Regions from separate parts of the Anas platyrhynchos genome. Here region 2 is linked to region 1. Evidence: chromatin contacts called from public Hi-C data. All regions are on one chromosome and are shown on one strand. Each heading gives the region's core, a stretch centred on a gene start, on an enhancer-like site or on the middle of the called end of the contact. The rest is flanking DNA. Distances are from core to core; before and after follow the strand shown.

What was found. Hi-C and Micro-C count contacts between places; a contact is called where the count stands out from the background.
Region 2: a Hi-C map of F1 follicle shows a contact between it and region 1, with 2.9 times the contacts expected there. The contact joins the enhancer-like site here to the promoter of BCAS4 in region 1. A contact is called at or near these places in 3 of 8 Hi-C or Micro-C datasets (F1 follicle, liver and subcutaneous adipose tissue).

Annotation. Positions count from the first base shown.
Region 1 is chr21:10,404,824-10,410,707 of IASCAAS_PekinDuck_T2T, reverse strand. It overlaps BCAS4 (breast carcinoma amplified sequence 4), which reads right to left and starts at 2,996. Exons shown (of 7, transcript XM_038166387.2): 1 at 1,747-2,996; 2 at 1,292-1,352. The coding sequence starts at 1,348. All of the region lies in intron 4 of PARD6B (par-6 family cell polarity regulator beta), which reads right to left.
Region 2 is chr21:10,643,698-10,649,581 of IASCAAS_PekinDuck_T2T, reverse strand. All of the region lies in intron 4 of LOC106019152 (a long non-coding RNA gene), which reads right to left. Among named protein-coding and RNA genes, the nearest start is that of KCNG1, 110 kb to the right of the region's middle. Within about 2 kb of position 3,016, at least 2 of the 8 cell types and tissues checked have an H3K27ac peak or open chromatin away from gene starts, as enhancers often do.

The sequences.
Region 1 (5,884 bases), core at 1,747-4,246:
CACAATAAAGCTGAGCTAGCACGACAAGGCCCACAGGAAGAAACACTTAAGAACATGCCATGAAAGCTATGATTAATCCCTGCGTAGGAAAATACCTTAATTATATCACTGCTCTGAACAAACTACCAATATGTGCAAGGATCAAGAAAGATCAGCATTAAAACGAGTGCTTAATAGCAGCAGAAGATGCCTGAAGGAAACAGAATGACTTGCAAGTAGCAAAGAGCACAGGTAGTTTTTGTGTTCCCTAATGAACTAACAGCTTGGCACTCAGTTACAAAAACACACTATCTGCCATACAACTCTATACACGAAGCTTGTTTTTATTAATTGGCAGGTCCTCTTTATTTAACACCAGCTTGAGTGGTACTTGAAAAAAACAAAAACAGAATCCAAACAGCTGACATGAACTAATACTTCAGTGAAACTTCTTCCCTACGCAGCAGTTCACTCTGCAATGTCATCTTAACCAAGCTGGGAAATTCGCTTTTGTAATTGTTAATAACATTAGCAGTACTTCTTTCCAGCCTACTATAGATGCCTGGACGATTACTGGAGTGGATCTGAATCCAGATGTAAGACAAAAGCTGTCAGTGGTTTAACCACATGAAAATTACGTGGATATCATAGACTAAGCATTATATCACCTCCCTGAAAATACTGAACATAAAAAACAGAACAGTGATTCCAAAATTTGTATGTAACTGGTCTGATTTATTGCAAAGCGCATATAGCCACATTTGGAAAAATGAAATTGATGGAGTAACGATGTAAAGGCAGAGAAATGTGGAAAATACTCAGGACAGTGAAACTGAGGAAAAATTTCCCCCCCTTTTTTTTTTTCCTGGAGACAAATATAAAACCCACTGCCAAAGTGAAGAAAAGGGAGAAAAAAAGCTGTTTTGAAGACAGTAATTTTAGTGTTTTTTTCTCCTTACAAGAGAAAATTGTAAACTAATGTGCCCAAAGAGAATGTCACCTCACAGCATCTCCAGACTCATGTGAGATAGGAGTTACCTGCAGGTCAGAAAGGGAGATACTTGCAAATGCTCTCTATTTTCTGTTTTCATAGATTTCCTCTCTTTTCTAGGGGAACATGACCTACCAAGTGCAATTTCAGAACCTTCCTCTCTTTGGGATCTGAAACGCTCCCTGCACGCCTTACCAGCACGGTGAGGGTGCTGTAAGCAATCACCACTGTCACCACCGTGTCCCAGAGGGGACCACCCGCACCTAAGCTCCTCAAGCTAAGCATCCTTCCACTCCATCACAGCAGCGCTCTGATCCCGACCTTAGCCGCCAGAGGACTCGGTTTCCACAAAAACAAATGACAGAGTAGCAGCCACATCCATCTGCGTTCAAAAACAAACAAACAAAAAGCATGAAAATCACTTATTCGGCTCTCCAGGAGCCCAGCTGCTGCTCAACTTGCCCCAGCACCGCATCCCCGACACAGGAGACCCCTGACAACCAGGCCCTCCTTCAGCAAACACTCCCTGTCTCCAAAAACCACGAAACCACACCGAAACCCTCTAAAGCCCCCAACCAAAAGCACGAAGGGCACAAAGGCTCCGGAGCAGCAGCAGGGAGGGGGGCTCGGTGCCGACCCCCGCAGCCCGGAGGCGCCCCGGGAGCTCCCTCAGAGGGCAGCCGGGGCCGGGCGAGCGCTCCCGCCTCACCTCATCCCGGCACCCGGAGCCCCCCGACCACCACCACCACCGCCAGCCCCCACCTCCCCCTTCCTACCTCGCTGTCCTCAGCCCCCGCCCGGGGCTCCGGCGGTGTCCCCGGCCGCAGCATCGCCTCGCCGGGCCCCGGCCGAGCAGCCGGCAGCCCCCGCTCCGCCCCCGGCCGCCGCTCCGCCTCACGGCCCCCGGCGGGGCCTGCCCGCCGCCTCGCCTCCCCTCAGCGGGTCGCGCGCGCCACCCAGCGGCGGCGGGCGGGGGCGCGGCGGGTAGGAGGGGGGGTGGGACACCCGCCCAGCGCCCCCCCCCCCCCCCGCGGGGGGCTCTGTGAGGAGAGGGGGCCTCAGGGCTGGTTTAAAGGACTTGGTTACAGCCGTACCGCTTCGGTCACGGAGCAGCGCTTCGTCAGGCACAGCTTCCCCATGCCACACTTAAAAAACAAATTTCTTTTTCTAGTGATGTGCTTCCACAAGCCCGCACTGCAGGCTAGAGGGGAGGTTAGATACTCAGAGATCAGGTGCTGGACTCAGTGCTGCCTTTTGACTCACTTGGATATTAAAGGCGGCTGCAGCTGGCAGCACAGCTTTTAAGTGCTCATAATCGCTCTGTGCCATGCGCTTCCCTGCGTGCAAATGAGAATTTAAACAGCCTGCAGCCTGGTTTCTGTGAGGCAGAGCAGAGCCCAGACCTTGACCCCACACCCAAGCTGCCGAAAGCTCCTGGCACCCTCCCCACAGACAGAGCTGCAGGAGGCACGCTGTGGAAACTTCTGCAACCTTCCGGATTCTTCTGCGTTAGGCTCCTTTACACTCCAATCTGAAACCAAAGCAGCATTTTAGACAAAGACAGATGATCAAGATGGCAGATCGAACAGAGACAGAAAGGGCCATCTGTTCATGGTAGCTGTTCTTCCTGCCCTACCTGCTGAGTAATGTGCCTCAAGGAGCACTGCCTGGAGCAGGGAGAGTGCTCACTGAGAAATCCTCTCAGCTGCAAGGGGTCAGCAGCAGCCCGCCCTTGAAAGGTGCCTGGGCCACTCAGCCTGTATGGGGCATTTATACTAGGGTCAAGGGGACTCTGTGGCAGCAGAGACAAAGCAGCATGCAGGAGTTCACACTGACTGGCTTGCGATGTCTAACTGGAGTCCATCTGCAGACAGCCACAGCCCCGAGAGAGGGAAATCTGTTAGACGCTGTGGAGAGCAAACCTGAGCAAAGCCAGATAAAATGTCATCCACTTCCCTGAAGAAACTAGAGCACTAACCAGACACCAGAGCATTAATCTCATTGTGAATTACTATTAAAAATACTATATAAATACTAAATACTGTAAGAATACTATATAAAACTACTTTTCAGTGCTTGCAGAGCCAAAGACAACAGGCCTGCATTGTCATCCAAAGCTTTTCTTGGCTTTGGGCAACACCATATTATTGCTGAATAATGGAAGAAATTTAAATTCACTTCAGCATTCATAAAGAAATGCCAGATTTATAGCCTGTGGTTTGCTGTGAAGATCAAAGAAATCAGGCTTGAAGAGGTACTTGAAGAAACAGAAAAAAGAGCTACCAGTTTGCAGGGTTTCTCCACAAGATCATTTTTTGAGTAGGAACAGCCCCATTGATTTGAATCTACCCGATGTCATTCCTGACAATAGCACCAGACAGACCCTTCTATGCTTCACTTGCAACTTAAAAAGCACTTATCTGAAAAATCGTAAGGTATTTGCAGAACCTGATCTTCCACTGACCAGCACTGCATAGAGAGAAAACACATTGCATCTCTGGGCGTAAATCTCCAAACACTCTTTTGTTTCCTTTGTTTCAATTGTGAACTCCCCAGGTCTGGGCAGACTTCTTGCTATGTATTTGCACTCCTTAACAACACAGTCCTGTTCTCTGCTCAGCCACTCCTTTACCATTTATGCTGTAGTCCCCAGGGGTCTGTACTGTGTATGTTTGAAAGGTGCACTAGATTAAACTCCAGTGTGATCTGGAAAGCATACTTGGGAAGCTTTAAGACCAGAATGAAATAGTTCTGGCTTCTGTTGTACATCACAGATTAACTGTTACGAAACTAAGTTATCTCAAATAGGAGAAAGCATGTGAAGTGGTATGTTTAGAACCAGAGTCATGGGAGTGTCAAGAAAAGACTTAACAAGATCTGCTAGACAAGAAATATTCCCATATTAGAAAAAGCCCACTGCTGCAGTTATGTAATAATACTGAACACGCATTTACAGTAGGAAGCCTTTACAGTTAAAGTTCTGCTATAACTGTTATAGTTCTTACATCAGTTGCTTCCTTTACTGCACTTAGCAGTTCTGGATTTAAGTTTAAACACACAGCTAGTCAACATTTATTTTAGATGCCCGGAAAAGAATACCACTAAATGAGATTCCTCCTGATTATTCTATATAAACTATATCATCCACATGAGCTTTACGACACTGCTAAATCTCTCAAGAAAACAGTGCTAAAAAGAACAAGATAGACAATGCATTTCTGCTGCTTTGACCAAATGGCTTCATGACCTTTGTCTTACCTGTAAGATTGGGATAAATATTTATATTCACTATCCTAACAAGTAAAGTATCAGTTTAAATATAGTCAAAATACAGGGAAGGTCACATGTTGAATTACTGACATTTTTTTCAAGCTACCAACTTTGCATGATTACTCAAGGAATCTTATTTTTTCTACATTATACAGCTCCACTTAGTAACCATCTGAAATATTTTTGAAAGACAGTAAATAGCATTTCAATATTTAATAAAATGCCCAGATTGTCTTTTGCAAGTAATTTTTGCATTTAATTTTATCCCATTTACTTTAAGTTTGCAAAAAGATACCTACTTTGTTTTACAGAAAAAGTATGAAGGATGTTGTTAGATTTAAGCTACTATGATTTAAAATTTCTGAACTTTAAAGTTCAAACCATTTATGTAACCTCATGTAGTATTCAGAAAGGCACAATAACCTGTTTATATATTCAGTGCTTTCTCCTCAGCATAAAGCTTCCAAATCCTTTGCATCTTCCAACAGAAAGATAAGAACAATTTTTATTTTTTTAACTGGGTTTGCACTATCTAGAATAATAGCAAAGAAATAAAATGGAAAAAAAATGGAAACCACTGAAAAATCCAGTGTCTCATGACAGGAATACCCTTCTTGTCCATAGAGGTAACAATGTTACAGCCATGAGTCTAAAACAAGAGGCAAGGCTTGCAAATAGAGATAGTATCTCTTACATTAAGCTGTCAGTCTAATAATAGAAAAAAAAAATAGCTATTGCAACTTCAGTATTCCTCTCTGCAGTATGTTGGGACATCCTTTACATGTATTAGCATCTCTTATTTGCTTTCTGCTGTTTCATCTTCTCTCCCATTTTGTCTTGCAGCTGTGAAAAACTAGGCTGCTTATTTTTTAAGAACTTCTTTAGGCATGCCAGATTATGAGACAAATTCATCTGTTTTAGCCACACCAATAGGATGTTTTTATTCAAGTACGAACCCCCGGACTGGATGACGTCCCTACCTTCACTAGCTCTCATCACATCATCTATTCTCATCTGTCCCTCGAGCTCTATTGCATGCTTCTGAGCACTGCCAATGCATCTGTGACTATATACAAAAAGAAAAATAGTCTTATCAGTAACTGGGTATTACACCAGGTGCTCAAAGAAAGCATTCTGAAAAAAACTCATTGCACTACAGAGGAAGAACCATATTCTCCTCTAGAACGGAAACATGGGTGGTAATAAATATGCACTTAAATACTTTAAATGTAACACAGAGCCCAGCATAAATCTCTCACACTGATGAAATGCAAGGTATTTCCTTATACTTTCAGGTAATAAAGTAGTAGTTCAAGTGGAAAGGAATGTTAATTGGAAGAACAGGAAATTATATCTTATTAGCAACACTTCTAAATGGCTGTAACAAGAAATGCTGGTAAAATAGAAAATACTTCCTCAAGTCACTTCACGCTTCATATTTCCAAAGCACTTTTAAAAATCAAGCATACTACACTAAGTCCTCGGAGAGACGTTTATCTCCCATTTGACAAGGAAAGTACACAACTGATCTGTCATAGCTGCACAAGGAGTCTGAATTCTTAAGTCTCGGCTATGATCTCACCTCTCCAAGAACCAGCTGTAACATTTCTTGCATACTTCTACAGCATCCAAGAACAATACTGT
Region 2 (5,884 bases), core at 1,767-4,266, 240 kb before region 1:
AGGCGCTGGTTTGCTGCAGCCCCGTAGCAGGGCTGGATTTGCCCTGCAGTGTTTTCACCCGAGCTATGTCCTTGTGTGTCCCTGCAGTAGGTAAGTTGCTGACTGCTTAAGAGCCATAGTGTGAGTATCTGGATATTGTATCCCCTTTATTCTACTTACAGTTCAATCTCCTAAGCTTAAGGACAGCTTTTCTCGCTCCTCCCACTTCCCCCCTCCCTCCTGAAGCTGTGGAGTCAGAGAGCAGTTATGTTACCATAACATTTGATAAGCTCGGTAAAAATATCAGAGAACATTTAGTACCTGGAGGAATACAATGGGATTTTCATCCATCACTCTGCCTTTGTACAAGGCTATTATCTACAGAGCACCAAGCAATGATCTAGCACTAATAGACATCTTCACAATAGTCTGAATCAAGCTGTGACATAAAAGTTTCAAGTGACACAGCCTCTGCCACGACTATTTAATCCAGAGCCCATTACCTTTTAATATACACAGTGGGTTGCTGGAAAGACCAAGGCATGCAACGGCTGTCTGTCAGTGGAGAAATATGTGAGACCTCTGGTTTTCACTGACTGAAATTTCAAGAGCATAAATTATCTGAAGTAGTTTAAAGAGTCTTTATAAAGCCAGCTCTGAGCACAAGCCTACTCAGCAGCCGTTCTGATGGCTTTCCAACTTCTCGCTGGGAACCTCGTTGTCTTCTCACCACAACATAATTTTTACATAGTAAACGGGCGTGGGACATCATTCTTGCTGTGCGCTGCACATGTACAACCCTTTGTGCAGTGTAAATCATAAGGCTGTGAATGAGGAAGCACAGCCGTGACTGCTGGATTGTCAGAATTTATGGAACAAAGCTTACCCCAAAGTAGAATTACTTTTTATTACCAGTGCAATTATTTTTTTTCAAAGAAACTAAGCATAACAAAAAAACCCTTCACTTAAAACAGGTCCACAGAAGAGAAATATAATTGAGATCGTGTTCTTTATTTATCATCAGAAAGGGATGAGGTTTAAAGTGTTTTTGTTCTTCTTTACAACTGCTATCAATTCTGACCTTCCCATATAACTCATCAGCAATCTCTGATTCAGACTCTTCTCCCTTTCTAAATAAAGGGAAAGAAGTAATGAATTTTAACAAAGACATCTTTATGCCTCACAGTTTCTCAGAAGTCTGAGTTAGAGCAGCATTAACAAAAACCAAAGAGCTTCAGATAGCCTGAAAAAAGTTCTCCTCACCATGGAACAAGGCTTTATTTGCACAATATTTCTCACTTCATCACCCTGTATCATCAGTGACCACACACCAATTTACTTCTGAAAATCAGGTGCCTTTTCAGAGGGGCGATAGAGCCTTACTTAGAAGTAAACTGTATTTAGTTTCAGTTACAGAAGCCCTGGCCCCAAGACTTTGGCTGCCTTGCAGTACGAGCACGCTGATGGTGAGCAGATTTCAGGTGCTTTCCAGCAGCAGCTCTCCCACCCCTCGTGGCAGCGCTTCTGAACACATCCCTTAATGAGTTACTTGGGTGAAAACAAGTTCAAGCCATTGCCTAGTGAGATATCAATCCTTCTGCATAATTAGTGGCTGTCTCTTGATGGTATAAATAGTATTATTAATTACACCGATATTAATACTGCCACTAACATTATAAGGTTTCATTATGGATACAAATTGGGTTTGCTGCAGGATCACAAGTCATTAACAGAAGAAATTGGCAACTCAACCTTCTCTGCTTCCCTAAGCAGGACGCAGATGCGGACACTGGAATGTGTCCCGTGCTACAGGGTGTTGCCTTTTTAATTTTCAGTCCATCACCACCCTTTTTCACTGGAAAAAGGGCAGACCAACCACCACTGTAAGAGGCTGAGCCTTGTTTCTATTTTGCCTGCTGAAATCAAGTGAGGGAAAGGTGCAGCCAGCAAACAGTGAGCCTTTAGGAAACACCAGAGGACTGAATACCCAGTACCATTTACATCCTTTGCTAACTGATTCTCATTTGCCCTCAAGACACTTGTTGGTCCTATTTATTTAAGCAGACAAGTAGGCCAGCAGCTGGCGATGCAGAATCTTCCCTAATTCACTTCCTTCCCTAAATACAGTTTCATGTATTTAAATTTCCCTGATAAGCTGGACAGTCATTGGAGAAATGTATGCTTGTCTTTCCTACCTGTGCAAAGCAATTGCAGAATTTCAGTCTGCATAAACACCCAGCTGCCTCTCCCTCCTCTTTAATGACCTCAAGAAAAAAGTCCCATTAAGATTACTGGTTGGCTGCATGTACTGTCAGGTCAGAAATTCCTCTTTCTGACAACATTTTATTGTTATTTACCAGCTTCTGTCTGTGGCCCTAACTGGAACCAGGCACAAAGAAAGGAAATTCTTGCAGAGATCAGTGGGGTAAGAGAAAAGACCCACACTTGGGCAGAAACTAAAGAAACCTCGTTAATGTTCACGTCTGCAGGGAGGCTGGCGATCTGTTTCTTTGGCTTTACTCATTACTCTATTTTTATTACTTTTACATGTATAACTATTGTCATCTACGCTTCTGCTACTTTGTAATACTTTACCAAATCAGTTAATGCAAAAGTTTGAAATGCACCTGCATAATACATCTTACTAGGATGCAATATTCTAGAACCAAAGTTTTATGAAAGAACCAGTACAAGAAAAGTGGGTCAAGCAATGTTCTTAGATGCCAGAAGGGAGCTAATCTTCCTCAAGGACGATGGATCTCAGGAACCTCTCATTTGTGAGGCAGATCAGAAAAAAACGATGAAAAAACAGCAGATCTCTTTTCTGGTTAAAAACTGTTTAAGTACTACCCGTACTTATACAGTATTTGGGAACATAAGAACACAAAGGGCCCCCAGCCCAGCATGTAGCCAGTGGACTGCTTTGCATCGTGCCCAGGGATAACAACCCCGGACCGAAATCCCTGGGGCTCTGCGGGGCTGGAAACTGCACAGGCAACTCCGGCCTCAAGTTGCTGCTGGCCTGTAGCCCAGCTGTGATTAATCACTGCTATCAGCATCCCTTAGCTGTTCTGTGACTCAGGGCTTGGTGTAAGCACATTCATTTGAATTCATGTCGCTCATAAAATTGTGCATCTAATTACCATTTGCAAGCATGCACGTTGTGGTAGGCAATTAGGAAGCTGTTGATCTTAATGCAACAAACATTAATGCAACAAATATTTGGGGGCTTTCTACAGCTCATTAAAAATAAAGGTTTGTAATAATATTTAATATCAAAATCTCAACTTTCCGGGATTGGAAATTTTGAAAGAGGTGGGTAAATGAGGATAAACCCATATACTACACTTACAAAACAATTGTGCCTAGGAAGAGCAAATTAGACTTTGCAAGGTCATTATGCTGGAAGAATTAACCAAGCATTTTAACTATTAATAAAACTTTACATCCCTGAGTTTCTGGAGGGGATAGGGAAAAGAAGAATGAACACAAAAATGCTGGGAGTAGTGCTAAATGCATAAATTGGCATATTTGTAGCTATTTCCATTCTGTTTATATTTCTGAATTCATTCAGTCTTCCTTAAAAAAATAATACCAGCCTCAAAGAGAGTTGCAGAGAGGTAGTTAGGGCTTCAAGCCATGGTACAGGATTGGTGGGGACTGCCTGGTGCTTGTCAGCCCACAGGAGCATGGGTGTGAGGAGGGGACAGCTGAGTGAGGGCTCCAGGAGCCCCCAACTCCTGACCTCCCTCCTGTCCCCACACTCCCCCCGACAACAAAACCGCTGCAGGAAAAGAACCTTGTCATCTTCTTCTTCACCCACAGGACCAAGGTGCACAGCCTGCCATCTGACACTCCCCGAATAATTGGAAAACCACCGTCCAGAGAAATTGACTGGTGCCTTTTCTTGCTGCCTTTTCAAGAGTTCACACAATGGCAAGGTTTCCTCTGACGAGAGAGAAGGCTTTCTTTTTAGCTCTGACCTGGAGCTGGCTAAGATAGCAGCAATGCAGCAAGGATGTTCGCAGCAAGTGCTCCCAGCCTGCATACGTAATGCACAGCAGCGACACCGGGCAGCCACAGCATCACACATTTTTTCCTATACTAACGATGCGGTGCAGCCTGGCATGAAAAATGGGGGGGAGGGGAATAAAATAGAATAGGGAAACAAAACAGGTGATTAAAAAAACTGTCAGAAACACCTAGGCTTGATCGATCAGTTATATACTTGGGTAAAATGAATACTGTAAAAGGGTTCCTGTGCTTACAGTACAGTAAAATCCATGCTGCGGACCTCCAGGGGCTCACAAGCCATGCTTTTGAAGCTAGCAAATGTGATATTTATCTTCAAAGAGTTTAGTCCTATCATGTTAATGCTTTGGTGTAAGTAATCACACAGTATTTCCCACTGTGCATCAAAATGAACAACAGTTTTTTTTCTAATAGTATACAAGCGAGTAAATATTTCCAGAGGCATTCTGCACTGTGCAATAGCTGAGATGGATGACAATGTCATGAAGTCACAATCTCAGGAGAGAATAAAGATAGAAGGAAAGAAAGAAAAGATCAAAATTAAGATCTTTGCAGCTTTAATCTAGCACCTTATACCCTGAAATTACAGCATTTCCCTCTGGAGTCAAATGAGAGGGCATACCAGATACAAAGTCCAACTAGGTCTATTTTCTTTTTCCAGCTTTTTCTTACAAATGTGAGGGAACATTTTTGCTGCACTGAGTTATGCACCCATACAGGCACACAAGTCACCAGCAAGGTGACAGTCCCACAGATCTGCTGTCACCCCTAGAGCAGCGACCTCCTTGGCCATGCTCCGGAGCACGCCGAGTGCCAGCTCCGCTCCTTAGCCAACCCCAAAATACATCGAAATAACCCCAAACCACTCAGTATTCCAGCCACAGGTCAGCTGGCAGTTTTTGGCTTTGAAACTTCCACCAGCCCTGTGTTTGCGAGGATTTTACCTCAAGCTAATCAGTTAATTGGAGTTAGGCACTCTGGGAGGTTCCGCATGCCTCTGCTAATGAAGAGGCTGCTGCCGCCAGCCGGCTCGCACAGTCCTCTGGCAGCTCCCTGCCCTCCAACGTGCTTAGCATTACATGCTGAGGGAATTGAGAGGCTTTCCATCGAATCCAGGGGGGTTTCCAGGCCAAATGCTTGAATGCTGAGAAGCCTTTGGATGCACGAGGCTGGGGAGCTGCAGAACGTTACTGCAGAACCAAATCTTTGAGGCTTTCTCCCCATTGGTGTCTCCTGCCCACCAGCTGGAGTTGGGCAAGAACATGCAGCAAGTCTCTGAGATTCCCTTCATTAGAGCAGAACCTTGTGGGGCAGCGAGTCACATGGAAAGGGGCTTTGGTCCAAGCTGCTGTTAGTAATAACTGATGGCAAAATATCACTCTGGCATGGAATTAATCATAAAAAATAGTACCCCCTCACTGCTCATATACAAGGGGTTTCGTCTGCGGTTTAAACTACTTCAAACAGCAGTCAGGTGCTTGAGGTTGCCAATGCTGAGCCCTGTGGTGGTAGGACACAATGACCTTGCTATAGCAAAAAAAGACCAGAAAAGAGTCTATCCTGCCTCTGTAAAAGTTCTTTTCCCACATAGCAATATCCACTGAAATGATGCAGCAAACACTGGTGGTAGGGAAAGAGAGAATAATCTGAAGAAGATAATTTACAAACCATCCTGCTTTGCTGGGAAGCAAACCCGTTCAGAGCTCCAGAGCTGATGTTCTGGGCAACAAAGGCAACCTGTAAACGTGCAAGTGACCCTGCTCACAGAAGTGTCACAGCCTTTTGTTAATGAATGCCAGGACAGCTCCTAATTTCCCTATGAGAGTCCCTGGAGGAAAAGGATTCCAGAAAGCCACAGTCAGGATACAGGGGA